2 separate regions of the Mus musculus genome follow, and region 1 is linked to region 2. A link is a contact called in public promoter capture Hi-C data. All regions are on one chromosome and are shown on one strand. Each heading gives the region's core, a stretch centred on a gene start, on an enhancer-like site or on the middle of the called end of the contact. The rest is flanking DNA. Distances are from core to core; before and after follow the strand shown.

Region 1 (3,765 bases), core at 549-3,048, 1.1 Mb before region 2:
AGGTGAAAATCAACCTGTTGTCAATTTAAAAAGTCAGCTACAAACTAAGGTTTACTTTTTACACACTTGCTTAATATTAAGTTCTGTAGCTCCTAAGTCTGCTAAAAAAATTATTTAAAAAAAAAGTGCCGGGCGGTGGTGGCACATGCCTTTAATCCCAGCACTTGAGAGGCAGAGGCAGGAGGATTTCTGAGTTTGAGGCCAGCCTGGTCTACAAAGTGAGCTCCAGGACAGTCAGGACTATACAGAGAAACCCTGTCTCGAAAAACAAAAACAAAACAAAACAAAAAAACAAAAAAAATTAATTTTTTTCCCCTTAGTGGTGATGACTGGTGATTCAGGGCCTCAAAGATGTTAGGTAAACACTTGATTCCTAGCCAATACATACCCATATTTAAACCAAATGCTTGGAAGAAAGGTAACTGTAATCCAAAGCTTTGAATTACTTATCAATGACCATTATAATGCAGAAAGTCACTCATGACAATGTACACTGTACAGAGCTGGCAGCATTCCATTTATCGGGAAAAGGCCAAGAATGTGCTAGAACAAACTAGCCTATTCATATTTTTAGCAATCACTACAGACCTTGAAGCAGACAGCTCAGAAAGGAAGATGTAATACAAACTCTGGCAAGAATGCATGTATCCACTGCTCTTCAGAACGCTATTTCGCTAGCTATAAATGTTCAACCTGAACAAAAACACATATGAACTTAGGTAGGCTTTCATAGGGCAGAAACAACTTTTGAAATATGGAACTATTACAATAGTAGTGACCACCGGGTGGTTAACATTCCTGTTTATTTCTACCAACTTTATGTAATTCTTACATAAGAAACGATATGTATCTCAAAGGCAAAACCAATATATTTACAACTTTAAACATCAACCAGGAAAGAAGAAATCAACAGATGGTCAAGTAGCAGAGAGTCAACCAACTGGTTTACGAAGCAGCAGGTAGCCAGTTAAGGAAAACAGCTGATCGGCATGCGAAACAACCGAGGTAAACCGAGGCACGAAGAAAGCGCTTCTACAGACTTTATCTGGACTGCCTCCAAACCCTCCACGCCCTCGTGAGCTCAGGCCACCAGATCCTCACCGCAGCACGGCGTACACGCACCAGCTCCCAGTGTCCGCCGCCATCTTATCCCACCCTCCCCTCTCACAGCCCGGAAGCGCTTGCCTGTTCTTCTATCCTATTGGCTCCTGAGGAAGCGTGTGCCGTTAGCCACGCCCCCCGCTTACACGCCTTCCTGCAGGTTGCCTAATAGCCGCTTCCCACAGGCGGGGCGCACACGGGCCCATCCCACTTGGGCCACGCCGCTGCGGTGGCGGTGGTGGGGCGTGGCTTGTGATGGACAGCCGGCTCTCTCGCCCCTCCCACCCCACTCGCCCCGCCCACTTCGCTCCCCCCCCTCCCGTCTGGAAGCCCCCTTGAGGGCGCCCAGCCCTGCCCCCACCGCGGCGCTGCCAGCCGGTTGGGACCCAATGGGAGGTCCGGGCGGGCGACGAGCTAATCTTCCAGTACAGAGTCCGCTCTTTCAGAGGTGTCGGCGAGTCCCCAGCGGCCGCAGTAGCGGGGCGCGGGGTGGAGAGGGGGCTGCGCTGGAGCGGGCGTCCTGAGACTGTGGTCCTCGCTGCACCCTATCTGCAGCGCACCGCGGACCTCGCTGTCCGTAGTCCGCAGCGCCGGGGCTGGGAGATCTGAGCCCTGTGTTCCCCAGGAACCACGGATGCGCTTCTTCGCGCCTCCTCTCCCTGGCTTGTAAAGTCGCCCTTCCCTCCCCCCAACCAGGTGACCTTTGGGCTCGGGGATGGATCCCAGGAAGAACTTGGCGTCTGTGGGGACGATGCCTGAACAGGAGAGACAGGTCACAGCCAAAGAGGCCAGTCGGAAAGTAAGTTTCCTTTGCCTGACCGCAGCGTGTACGCACCTGCTCAAAGCGCTTTTCTCCTCGGTTCCTCCAGGGCTCGTGACTGTGGACACGTACCCCTGAGAACCCGGGAGGAAAACCCTCTAGATCAAGGGTGCCACTAGCCCTCTGGTGTACAACGATTTCGAGCCCAGAACTTTCCCCGGTCCTTATTAAAGAGCTCTTGAGCGTGGGCTTGCTGTATAAAAACTCTAGTTGCTCCTGGGAGTGCTAATACCTCGCTAATGCCTGGCTAATGCTCCTCAAAAGGTCTACATCCAAGTCCTGTACCTTGAAGGCATTCATTTAATAATACAGGGGGTTAATTAATGCAGCCTCTTAGAGATGCAAACAGCGTAGAATATTTAACATGAAAAGCAGGTCTGTTTTTCTTTTCTTCATGTGCGTTTTCAATCAACAAATACTTACTGAAACTTGTATAGGTCGCAGGCATATGATGAATTCTTGAAGATTTGTGCATTGTTTTAAAATATTTTGTCTAGCTTAATTGAAATCACGTTTTATGTTCTCGGAACTTTTTTTTTCCAATTAGTTATACTTTGTAGATTGTTTCCCAGAGTGTCATAGGTGTTCCCCATAGTCTGTTGGTGGTTCCCTCTTGGGTGGTCATGGCGATTGCTTCCTTTCTTTCCCAGTTGACGTGATCTTTGCACTTGAATTGTTGTGTGTGTGTGTGTGTGTGTGTGTGTGTGTGATGGAGGTTAGGGGCATCTTGCTGGACTTAGTGCTGCTTTTCCCACCATGTGTGTCAGTGTGTCGGGTCGTCGGGTTTAAAAGCTAGTGCCTTTACCCACTGAGCCATCTTGCCCTACTTGTACTTGAGTCTTTTTTTTTTTTAAAGCATTTATTTATTTGTTTTATGTGTATATGGGGAAGAATGGAGGGGGAGAGAATCTAGGCGTGAGAGGTCAGCAGAAGACGTCCAGGAGTTGGTTTTCCCTCCTTTCAGCAAACAGGTCCTAGGGCTTCAAGATTGTGTGCATCCACTCATCGAGCCATTCAACTGGCCTTACACTTGGTTATTGACATCGAATTTAATACTGGGCGTATTTCTTTAGGTCTGGATTGCTGGATTGGAGCTTGCTCCTTTTGTTCAGGTCTCTGAAACTAATTAATCCAGCAGTTTTATCCAGCGTCCCTTGTTAGTGAAATTCATGTAGACTCTGGTGTGTAGGAATGAGAGGGGTGTAGGTTAATGGACAGGCAGGGAGAGAGGTGGCTGAGTAGGTGTGAAGACAGCCCACACCGGGTAGGGGTGGCCAGAGCAGAGAAGGAGATGCCCCCTATCTTTGTCAGTGTCCCCCTGAAAGAGTAAAGTCTTTATCTAATCAGGTGAAATTGAAGACCTGCTCCTCTGTGGAAGCAGTCGGTTAACTGCTCTGTCTCTTGTTGGCCTCACCCGCTTCTGAATTACACTGATAATGGCTTTAGGCGAAGTCACTGAACTTATTATATGCGTGACACTGTATTAGTTTTTACTCCCATGTGTTTACTCGTTCGATTCTTAGGACCCGTGCCACTTTGTCTTTATTCAGTTTTTTTGCGGTGCTGAAAGGCAAACCCATGGTTCTGTGCTCTGACATAGATTTTTGCCTTAACTCTGTGCTCAGGACCAACACAGGGCCTCTAGCATTCTGCTAGTGACTGCATTTCCAGACCTCACCTGCCTGTTACCATTCTATTGCCACTTTGTCCTTGCTGTGGTTCAGCACGTGCTTTTTTGGATATTGTTTCAGAAATGCTAAGGTCCCAGGACCTTTATATGCAGCTATGACTTAAGACCTTTCCTTTAGGGAAGTTTACTTTCCTATAGAATGGCTTAGGGGTGC
Region 2 (3,367 bases), core at 582-3,081:
CTGAATTCCCCTTAAAGAGATAGCCTCTCTGGCTATCTATCCCTTGCTTCAGGGAAGATGAGCGGGGATGAGAGCCCTGGGATGTATGCTTGTTATAGTGCGTGTGCGTTGTGTGTTTGGCACATGTGTTAGGTGCAGCGTGTGCAGGCCCGCACTTTCGCCATGGTAGCGTAGGCTTTTGCTGCAGTGGAGGCGGGACAATCTCCTCAGATTCGGTTTGCTGCTCTAAAAGAAATTATGCTGCGTTATGCCGTGGGGTGCGAGGCTAAGCACTGCACAGAGGATAGCTTGCTGTTGGCATCCTGTGGAAGGCATGTCTGATTGCATGAAGGTTCAGTGTCCTAGTTCCCTTCCCCCAGGAAAAACGACACGGGAGCTGGCCAAGACCTCTCTGGGTGATGAGCCTAAGGGATGGTTTTGTGTAGGGCCCCTATGCTTGCACACTGGGGATCAGACCTCTACCTTCACCCATGAGGCTTGCTTGCAGCAATTAAGATCTGGCCATAGATTAATCAACATCCTGGCCTTTTGATGCACCTGCCACAAGCAAAACACAATCTCCCCAGGTGTGGCTTGGCATAATAGAGAGGTAGTCAGTGATAAGACTCCCTGGGCATGTCACCAACCTAAGACAGGGATCAAACCAATGCTGTTTGTCACCCAAGGACGGGTAAGGGGCATGGCTGCGGGGGGCTATCTACAGACATTCTCTCTGCCAAAAAAGAAAAAAGGGGGAGATGTTAGGAGCAGGTGTGGCGGCAGTCCTAAAGGCGCCAGGGACTGTAGCTAAGTCATATGACTTGCACCTGACTTCCTCATATAAGACACAAACATCTTGAGTGCTGCGCAGGTGTACCAGGATACAGGTGAATCCAATTTGGTGGAGATATGCCCCTGCTGCCCTGATTAGCTGAAGCCTCGTGACTGGCGAGGTGGCGTGGCCTGCTGTGCGTGGATGGGAACTGAGAGTATAAAAGAGTGAGAGGCCCAGGGTTCGGGGGAGATATAAAAACAAGGGAGATATAAAAACAAGGGAGATATAAAAACGAGGGCGATATATAAACAAGGGAGATATAAAAACAAGAGAGATATAAAAACAAGGGAGATATATAAACAAGGGAGATATAAACAAGGGAGATATAAAAAAGAAGAAACAGGACTGAATAAACGTGTGCAGAAGGATCCTGTAGCAGCGTCGTTCTTCCTGGCCTGTTGAGCGCGCGCAACACTTGTAGAAACTTTTATCTCACGCTGCTTTATGACAGACTGCAGTGCTGTGATCACAGAATGTGAAGTTCCGATACTTCTCCTTTATCTACAGGAGAGGCTTAAATACAGGACAAGCACCTCGGCTTATATACATTCGTCTGACCGTGCCTAGTAGCAGTCAAAATTCAGCACCACCTCTGATGAGTGCAGGATAAAACCAGGAGGAATAGGGTTAACACAGCCAACAGGAAAAGAAAAGCTTTCACTACAGCCTTCCAGTTGAGGGGAGGGATTAAAGGAATTAAAGCCAGACATGTCTCTCAAAGCTTACCTTTCCCCACTAGGGTTCTGGATCTTCTCCGTTTGGACGGAGGGCCCCTCTCTGGCGCTGGGCAGTGGTGAGGCAATTCCCGGGTTTCAGCACCAAATTGTCCTGCACTATTGTTCTTTGCCTGCGAAAAACATGCACAAAACAAAAGATCCTTCTGTAGTTAATCTTTATTTCATAATGATGAGGTAGACCTAAAAGGCTCAGAAACGTGTATGGCTTAAATACCCCCTGGTGTGACGTGTCTATGTAGGACTGGCAGCTTTACCCACGATCTCATACGCCCTGGGGATGGGCTAGTGACTTTGGTGGGCTTTTGCTCCCTGCACATGTGCACAACACATCTTGATCTAAACAAAGAGATCGGTTTGGCACAATGGAGGTTTAGCGCCATCTAGTGATGGCGTGTATATTGCGGCTTTGTACACTTTCTTTCATTTTTTTTTTTTTTTTTTGAATTTGGAGTTTTGACTATTATGTGACAAAAAGAATTTCTTTTCTGGCCCAATCTATTTTGAGGTCTGTAGACTTCATGTATGTTTATGGGCATCTCTTTCTTTAGGTTAGGGAAGTTTTCTTCTATAACTGTGTTGAAGATATTTACTGGCCCTTTATTTTGGGAATCTTTGCTCTCTTCTTTATCCTCAGGTTTCGTTCTTACATTGTGTCCTGGATTTCCTGGATGTGTTTAGGAGATTTTTTCTCTTTTTCTTCCCGGGATTGGGGGTGGAGGTTTTCAGACAGGGTTTCTCTGCCTTGTAACTCACTCTGTAGACCAGTCTGGCCTTGAATTCAGAAATCCACCTGCCTCTACCTCCCAAATTCTGGGATTAAAGGCATGAGCCAACTTTATTGGGCCCTGTATCAATGTTTTCTCTGGTATCTTCTGCACCTAAGATTCTGTTTTCTATCTCTTGTATTCTGTTGGTGATGTTTGCCTTTATGAACCCTGATCTCTTTCTTAGGTGTTCTATCTACAGGGTTGTCTTCCTTTGTGATTTCTTTCTTGTTTCTATTTCCATGTTTAGATGCTGGATTTTTTTTTTCATTTCCTTTGCCTGTTTGTTTATGTTTTCCTATAATTCTTTAAGGGGCTTTTGTGTTTCCTCTTAAAGGCTTCTCTGTTTTTTCCTGTTTTCTCCTGTATTTATTTTATTTTTATTATTTTTTAATTTTCATTATTTTTATATTCATCATTCATTTTTATTATTTATTCTATTTTTTTCATTACATACTTTTCTCATTTCCTCTTCTAAACCTTCCTTTCCCATCCCACATACCCATGCTCACCATCTCACCCACTCCTCCATCCCTGTCCTGTTATTCCCCTACACTGTTGCACATCAATAGGAGGAGCAGCCCTGGTCCTGTTTTTCTTTAAGGGAGTTATTTATGCCCTTCTAAAGTTCTCTATCATCATCATGAGATGTGATTTTCAATGTGAGTCTTGCTTTTCTGGTGTAATGGGGTATTCAAGGCTTGTGGTGGTGGGAGAACTGGGTTCCAATGACTCCAAGAAGCCTTGGTTTCTCTTGCTTATCTTCTTGCCCTTGCCTCTTCCCATCGGTTATCTGTGGTGTTAGCTGGTCTTGCTGACTCTGACTGGGTCTTGTTCCTACTGCATTCCTGTATGTTAGCCCTCCTGGGAGAAAAGTTCTTTCTGGAAGGAAATTGTGTATGGAGAGCTGTGGAACAGGGTCCACTCCAGGCACAGATGTAAACCAGAAGGATCCTGTCCCAAGCTGCTCCATCTCCCATGCTTGTGCATTGGCAGGATTAATACGGGTAAAATGGCCATTCTAGACCTAAGCAATCTACAGGTTTAGTGCA

What was found. Promoter capture Hi-C pulls out the DNA fragments that hold promoters and counts their contacts.
Region 1: a contact with region 2 is called in a promoter capture Hi-C map of cranial neural crest. The contact joins the promoter of Atp7b here to the enhancer-like site in region 2. A contact is called at or near these places in 3 of 39 promoter capture datasets (cranial neural crest, frontonasal cranial neural crest and stem cell-derived epiblast-like cells), 2 of 15 datasets of contacts at CTCF or cohesin (large pre-B cells and pro-B cells) and 6 of 115 datasets of contacts at active chromatin or transcription factors (differentiating embryonic stem cells, embryonic stem cells, extraembryonic endoderm stem cells and 2 more).

Annotation. Positions count from the first base shown.
Region 1 is chr8:22,058,107-22,061,871 of GRCm38.p6, reverse strand. Atp7b (ATPase, Cu++ transporting, beta polypeptide) reads left to right here and starts at 1,798. Exons shown (of 21, transcript NM_007511.2): 1 at 1,798-1,900. The coding sequence starts at 1,817. It overlaps Alg11 (asparagine-linked glycosylation 11 (alpha-1,2-mannosyltransferase)), which reads right to left and starts at 1,151. Exons shown (of 4, transcript NM_001243161.1): 1 at 1,102-1,151. The coding sequence starts at 1,145.
Region 2 is chr8:20,999,890-21,003,256 of GRCm38.p6, reverse strand. No RefSeq gene overlaps it. Among named protein-coding and RNA genes, the nearest start is that of Defa21, 24 kb to the left of the region's middle. Within about 2 kb of position 1,831, at least 3 of the 459 cell types and tissues checked have an H3K27ac peak or open chromatin away from gene starts, as enhancers often do.